Linked DNA regions of Zea mays: region 2 is linked to region 1. A link is a contact called in public Hi-C data. All regions are on one chromosome and are shown on one strand. Each heading gives the region's core, a stretch centred on a gene start, on an enhancer-like site or on the middle of the called end of the contact. The rest is flanking DNA. Distances are from core to core; before and after follow the strand shown.

Region 1 (3,893 bases), core at 740-3,239:
AATTCTCTTTGCAAATACATCTGATTTTTACTATCAATACAGAACAGATAATTTGTTTCTACACCAAAACCGCACTAGGAGAAATCCATGCCTCAAGAACCACCAGCACCACCACCTGGGCCCTCATTAGCTGGTTTGCGGTTCAAGTATCTTATAACGGCGTCTTCGACCCTATTTAATCGTGGCACAGAAATGATCTCATCAGCACATGGATACATATATATAATATAATACTCAAGTAATAAGAATCAATGGTCAGCTAAAGAGCATACCATGGTTGGTTATAGAAGTCAGCACGTCTTTCCTTCTCAATGTTTCTATTCGCCTCGCCGGCGACCAGCTTTAAATCCTTGCTCTGGGAAGCTATCAATGCATTGATGAACTCCACTGGGGACTGGCTGAAACCCAGGAAGAATGCCCTCCTCCTGCGGTGCTCATGGATCTTCTTGATCGAAGCAGATATCACCTCGTCGCAAGCCTCAATGTCCTTGTGCTTCTCTGTGTTGGCAAGGAACGCCATCATCTCTTTCTGCAGCGGGAAAGGAACATCCACGAGCACATCATAGCAAGCACTGCTATGTGCTCCATTCCCTGACAGCTTAATCTTGTGGTCCAAATTGATGGGTGGTGGGGCAGACAGATGCTGAGATATCTTCTGTGACAACATTGCAAACTTGAGCTTGTCCTCCCCAAACACCTTCTTCAATTGAGGGTCACACATGAAGAAGGAAGGATCATTTGGGTTCTGAAGCTTCTTTGCTTTAATATACTGCCAGAGGGCAGCAATCACCCGTGCACGAGTGTCCACCTCCACCCCAAGCACCTCCATAAGCGGCTGTGATAACTTGAACTTCTCAGGGCTGTAGTTCATCTCCAGCCGAATGTTTGCAACAAACTCCTTATCCCCTTTCCTCTTTACCTCAAACCCTTCCTGCTGGGCAGCTGCCCGTGCATTCTCCCAGATGATGAGTGGATTCTCTGGGTACAGAGACGGGTCCAGCGCTATCGTCACCCTCTTGAAGAATTGGGAGAACTTGGGATAAACTGGGTTGTGCTTGGGCACAACACTGGCAGGATCCAGCTCGGCGCCGTCCTCAAGCACGCGACCAATGATCTTGAGGGACCAGGTTGGCGGATCGGCATTCTTGGGAGGTGGGATGGTGCGCGGCCCCTGGTTGGCGAAGGTGTTGAAGACGTAGATGCGAAGTGTGCGCTGGAGCGAGGGCGGCGTCTTGAGCGCCTCCTGGATGTCTACCTTCTTCCGCGCGAGCGCGGCGTCCACGCGGGCCTCGAACTCGAGCAGCTGCGTATAGAGCGCGGACTCTGGGAGAAGCGCGGCGACGCGGTCAGGGAGTTGCTTCACCGGGAGCTTGCGCTTCTTGTTGCGCCGCGCGGCGGGGGTGAGGTCGACGCCCCCAGAATTGGCCACGGCCGCCGCCGCGGCCGCGGCCTTGTACGCGGCAGCCGCCGAGGCGGCGGCCGCCGACGAGGTAGAGCCGGGTGCCGGGGGTCGGATAGGGGGCTTTTGCGGGGGCCGCTTGGCCGAGCCTGCGGTGGCGGTCATGAGCGGATTCTGGGGCGAGGACGAGGCGCCCATGTGGATCTGGAAGGCGGGATTGTGGGTGGGCGGCGTGTGGAAGAGGCCCTTGAAGGGGGAGCCGGAGAGGGAGGGAGGGCGGAGGTGGGTCATGGGCGCCGCCGGTGAGCCGCCCGGTGGAGGCTGCTGCTGCGTATGCGGCGGACGCGGCTGACTGGGGGCGCCGGTCGGGTTGGGGTTGCCGCCGGAGGCCATGGCGGCGACTGTCCCGCGGCCAGAAGGGCGAGATCGGATCTCGGTGCAGAGGGGATTGGGGGAGCTTAGCTAGGGTTTGGACGGGAGAGAGGTTGGCGACTGAGGGCGATTCGGGGAGGATGATAGATGGAGAGATGGTTGGGCCTTGCGTGGGCCGGGCTCTCTAATGCTTCCGTGACTTTGAGCGGTTCAGCCGTAGAAAGAAAAAGTCCACCTAACCTAGTTCAACTATGAAATAATTTTTTATTTGTCGACTCAATAATAATAATTTTAAAAATAATCAATATTTTTCGAGAATATAATATACATTTTAAAAATACTTAATACTAAAAAATGTTCTAAATTTTATTTTAATTCAAAAAGTATGAAACCAGTTTTATATTGACCCTAAAACAGAAAAGATATATAACCTCTCAATTTAAAGGATAATCTATTTTATCTCTCATCTTCAAAATTAGTTATTTAACCCCTCAACTTTATAAAATCAGTCAAATAATCCATCGGTATTTTTAGTGAGTGATTTTGCTGATGTGACATTTCCAACATGGATCTAGGTGTTGTTGGTGATGTGTTGGTCATAGTAGCGGAGCTAGGAATAAAATATAAAGGGGCGAGGCCTCTCTACCACCTAGGGCAACAGCCAACAGCACAGGGCCCCTAACTTTTTGGGCATCATTTTTTGAGTGTTCTCAATATAAATAATATAAAATGCAAATATTGTTTGATATTTTGTAAATTAAACTATAAAATCTTAACTTTAAAATAGATAACATAAGAGGGCAAGAATATAACAATAGATCAAGTATAAAACAACTTATTTTAGAATACTTTTATCTCCATATACTATAGGTTATAGGGAATATTTTCAATTTTTGCAATGGGGCCTAAAGAACTCAGAGACGACCCTGAAGGGGTCAAATAATCATATTCACCTGATGTTCTAATTTATGTTGGTCACTGACGAAAATCGACAATGATTATCATATTTTGTAAAATAAAATATGTAGGCACATGAAATGTAAAATATTATAATTGAAGCCTCACGACTTCTTTCTTGCTCTAAAATATCGATATGGTAGAACTTTACAGGTAGAGAGCATACATCATCAATTTTCAATGAACTGAAAGAATCGTTAGGATCCAAAGAAATATATAATGTTAAAAGCTCTGTGGCTTGTTCACTGAACTTGTAATTCATCTTTGGTCAATGAAAATATCATATCTAAAGTGAGAGCACCTAGGGGGTGAATAGGTGATCCTGTAAAAATAGCTCAACAAAACAAACTTGGTCTACAATTGGTTTAGTAAGATAAAAAACCAAGTTCGAATAAAGAGTGTGAGGGGGAGAGAACTTCTTCACTTAATTGCTCTCACAAGGTGAGTATTAAACTTAGAGCAATATTGTAAGTGAAGTGAAATGCTAGAAAGAGTGAAATCGCAATAAGGTAAAGTAGACAGTGACATCGATTTTTATCCCGTGGTTCGGTCAAACGTAAAATTCTTGCCTACTCCACGTTGTGGTGTCCTAATGGACGAGGGTTGCATCCAACCCCTCTCAAGTGATCCAATGATCAACTTGAGTACCACGGTTCTCTTTCTTATCTCAAGTTTTTCCCGTTGTGAGGAATCTCCACAATTTGGAGTCTCTCACGCCTTACACAGTTGATCTCAAATAAACCGCAAAAGTATGGGGGAGTAGAAACACACACAAGAGACAAAATCACAGCAACATACACACACAAGTTGAGAGAGGAGCACAAGAGACAACACAACGGAATTACAGCTCAAAATACTTGCTCGAATCTCAATCTAGCGAAGCAAAGGCGTGAATGTGATGTCTCAGTGTTGTAGAATGTTCGATAGATGCTTGGTGTAATGCTCCATGCACCTAGGGGTCCCATTTATAGCCCCAAGGGACCTAGAAGCCATTGGAGCTCCATTTGGCAGGCCCTGGTTGCCTTCTGTCTGTGGATAAGTCGATGCTTCACGCGTTTGCCATCTACCCCTCTATCTTCTGCCCATGTCCACGTACCATATAGTGCATTGGGGCGTCGGATTCGCGGTACTCTAGTGTGGCACCGCCGCGGTGCAGCTCAGCACC
Region 2 (3,893 bases), core at 440-2,939, 160 kb before region 1:
TATGATATTCTTTTGTTCTTCACCGATGTGAGGACGAGCAGAGGGAATATTTGGAGTAAAATTCTATGATGAGTTTGACATGGCATTGGAGTAGACAAGACTGATGCTATATGAATGAGCAGATGATGGAGATACATCAAACTGAAAAACTTCAGTGCACATTCCTGAACTCAGCAACGGACCTAAAAACGAGTGCATGAGCAATGCACGTCAGTTAACAAAGGAATAATATCCATAGTAACAAGTACAAATGAATAAACCTATACTAAGGGAACACTAAGATGGCACACAACCCCTTTTACATAGAGAAACAAAGTATATATGATTAAGCTAGAACTGGATTATCTAGAAACACATGTATCATCACTATATCGAGGAGAAACTGTGCCAAGTCAAGAAGAAGAAACTCTACCACAGCCTGGTCTATACTAGTATCAAGGTACGAAGAGTTTTTATTTTGACACAGATTCGAGAAACTTTCACGTTTCGATTAAATCATTAATCCTCATTATTTTTTATGCAGGGACTAATGCTAAGCAAAGTCTGGAGAATGCATCAAGAAAAAGAACTCTCCGCTCTTTAAGACGAAACTTCCAAACTTCATAAGAGTTTGGAGGAAAAAGATGTATAGACGCTCTCGAAGGAGAAGGTAGAAAAAACTGAAAAGGAAAACGACGAAGCAAGGAAGATACATAATGCTGATGTTTCAAAGTTAAAGAAATAAAATGAGTTTATCAAAGAGCTTTAGGCCAACCTTGAAGCTGAGAAAAGGGTAATGCCGATAAGTATATGAAAAATCAGAAGTTATCGGGAATTTTAAATCAGCTTCGAGAGAACTCCTTTTCTGTTGTTTCGCGGTGCTGTGATACCCTTAGGAAGATTTTTTCCTCAACTGGTGCTATCTCAAGAGCAACCACATACACCAGTGGGGACACCGAAGGAGAGCTCAACTGGATGGAGAAATAACGAGAAGTTGATTCGATAATTACCACTCGCAGTGACTACTGCGTAATGATTGGGTCTCGGGGAATGGCTTCAGTATTTGAAAAAGCCAGCTGCGATCACGACAAAATTGTTGAAGAAGCTAACTTTGATATGAGTGTTGATAATATAAAGCGTCATTCGAAGAGTGTGGCAAATGCCGCGAAGATATTCTTCTTTGAGTTGTGGAACAAGGGAGGCTGAGAGCTAGCTGCTTCGGAGGCCGAAGAGTATACTAGGAAGGTTCGTCTTTAAACTTGTATTCATGAAGTTTTGTTTATGGGGTTTTCCAATTAGTCACCATATGCCCTTTTGTTTCCTTTTCTGCAGAGCAAGAAACTGAAGAAAACAAAGTAAAGCCAGAAGGCCGAAGCCTAGTTAAGTTGTTGGTGTGGAACTGTGGATAGATTCTGATTGTAAAAATAAATTGTATGTAGTTGAAATGCTACTATTTTGTAATTCAATGCCTGGCTCATCATCATTTATCCCACTTATATTTCTATGCTTTGTTTATGTGTTTGCCATTCATTCTTGGAATCCTTACCAAGTTGAAACATGCCTCACGAAGAAGCTCTTGGACGTCCTCCACCTTGGAGTCGTGGCGTGGCGGAACTGGACGCCTTGAAGCCTTTGATGGGCCGTTAGGTGGGCCTCAGCGCATACAGGGACATGGGCTGCATTTTATACGGGCTGAAACTGTTGCGTGTAGGGTACTAGTAAGCGACAGACTGGGAGGAAGAAGCCCAGGTGAAACCGGCATGGCGACGGTCGCAGCCCGCCGCCTCCTCCAGCCGCGATGGGTGGCCGGTGGGCGGTGCCGGCTGCTGGGCACCGCAGCGGAGGCTTCTCCGGGCGGAGAGGGCGCGCGAGGAGGGGGAGGTGGATCCGGCGACGCGATCTTTGTGAAGAAGCCGGCGGCCGCCGCGGCCGTGATGACGAGGGACGAGACGTCGGTGGCGATGCCGACGTCGTTCATGACCGGGTCTGTGGTCGGTAAGCGCTTCTACCGCGACGCCACCGTACGGCGCGCCGACGATGGCAATGGGTGGACCGTGATGCTGGACTACCGCACGCTCAAGTCGCCGGCCAAGCGGGTCCTCAAGCTGCCCTCGCGCGCCCTCGCCATGGCCATCGCCGCCGAGTGGGAGTACCAGGTCCTCAACCGACCCTCTCTTTCTTATTCTGTATTCTTCAAATGATCCGACAACGTCCTGTTACTTTAGTGCAATGGAAATCTCCCCAGGCCCCGAGTTTCGTGTTGACTTATGCATGCATATTTGCAAGCAATTTCGAATGGCCTGGATGAAAAAACTGTTGGATTAGCACCTAACTCATCCTAATCTAGCTTAGTAGTTAGTTCATCCGGGAGCAGTAGTGAATTTTTTTGACAGAAAGGTTTCCCCCACTTTATTTCCACGAAACAAAGTGTATCAACCAAACATTATTACAAGGTTTAAACCATACTCCAGCGCGTCCGCCAAAACCACAGAACAACAAGTAACAGGTTATCAAGCACTACGGTGGTCCGAAATTCCTAGAACTCCTCCCAACATTTTCTGGGGGTACCATCTTCACTTGGATCAACCAGATTTGAATTCCTCCACCAGGGAATGCGCTCCAGTTCCCAAGCCACTTTCTCTAAAGCACCAGTGTATAAATCCAGCTCCTCCCAACTTTTTGACTTGAAGAGAGGTTTCCAGTTTCTCAGCATCTGAGACGCCCTGCACAGCACCTGCTTCACACACATCCAGTTTTTCCCCTGAAAACACAAAGCATTACGGGTTTTCCATAAGGACCACAAAACAGCAGCACAAATTGTATTTTGCACCTTGTATCTCTTATTGCTAATCCACCATCTTGCTACAGATTCCAGATCCTCCCCCACATTCCAATTCAACAAGTTATTAACCACACTCCACATCCTCTTAGCAATACAACAGTCGAAAAAGGTGATAAATTGATTCCTCTTCCGAACAGAAAAGGCAGGACTTATCATTTAGATGTTTTCTTTTCACCAAATTGTCTCTTGTAAGAAGTTTGCCCTTAGACATTAGCCATAGAAAAATACGAACTCTAGGCGGAACAATAAGTTTCCACACAGCATGAACAAACACAGGGCGAACCCCCCTAAAATAGATCACTCCATACAACGATTGAACTGAGTACTTGCCACTGGACCAAAGGCCCAGATAATCTGGTCATCCTCATTTAGAGTAACATTTTCCATTATCGCACATAGATCCCACCAAACCCTCATATTTTGCTCTGAAACAATCCTTCTAAAAGTCAATTTCAACTCATTACCATCCCAAACATCTTCCAAAAAGGGAGCAGTAGTGAATTATGACAGAGTTTGCGATCATTCGTCCAGCATTTGAAATTAATCTAGTTCAGGCTGTTTAGCTTATTATCCAGAGGCGTTGTAGTATGATCTATTTTATGATTTCTCCAGGTGTCGAATCCTGGAGTGTACTACGCATATTTGCAAGAACTTTAAATGATCGTGATGGAGGTTTCTATTTAGCGCCTTTTGCTAGACCACGATCTCAAGGTTAGGTCGTCCAAGCCTGTAGTGAAGTACGAGCACAACAATGTTCTCTTAGTATTCCTCGTCTCATGTGTAGTCTAGGTTGTTGTCACTCTATCTGCTGGGTTTGAAATGTGTACACTCAAATTATACATGCTGTCTCGGTATGCTATTTGTTTCTTTTGTTTCTCCCGGGTGAGGCTAGTGGGCTGTAGATTAATTAAAAGTTTAATCAAATTTGAAGAACGTAAACCAACCATTCTGAAATCTGATACTGGAGGCTGTTCCATCTAGGCAGGACATGTAGTTCATGGACTTGTGCAGACATTATAACATTTGGTTTTTATCTGTTTGTTTCTTACATCTACAGCATCAACAACAACAA

The links. A called contact is a pair of places that touch in the nucleus more often than the background predicts.
Region 2: a Hi-C map of leaf shows a contact between it and region 1, with 5 times the contacts expected there. The contact joins the promoter of LOC100282414 here to the promoter of LOC109940767 in region 1. A contact is called at or near these places in 4 of 25 Hi-C or Micro-C datasets (ear, endosperm, leaf and 1 more).

The regions. Positions count from the first base shown.
Region 1 is chr7:178,897,139-178,901,031 of Zm-B73-REFERENCE-NAM-5.0, reverse strand. LOC109940767 (SWI/SNF complex component SNF12 homolog) reads right to left here and starts at 1,989. Exons shown (of 2, transcript XM_020540973.2): 1 at 273-1,989; 2 at 1-171. The coding sequence starts at 1,792. The coding sequence ends at 93.
Region 2 is chr7:179,052,498-179,056,390 of Zm-B73-REFERENCE-NAM-5.0, reverse strand. It overlaps LOC100282414, which reads left to right and starts at 1,689. Exons shown (of 4, transcript NM_001155325.2): 1 at 1,689-2,135. The coding sequence starts at 1,740.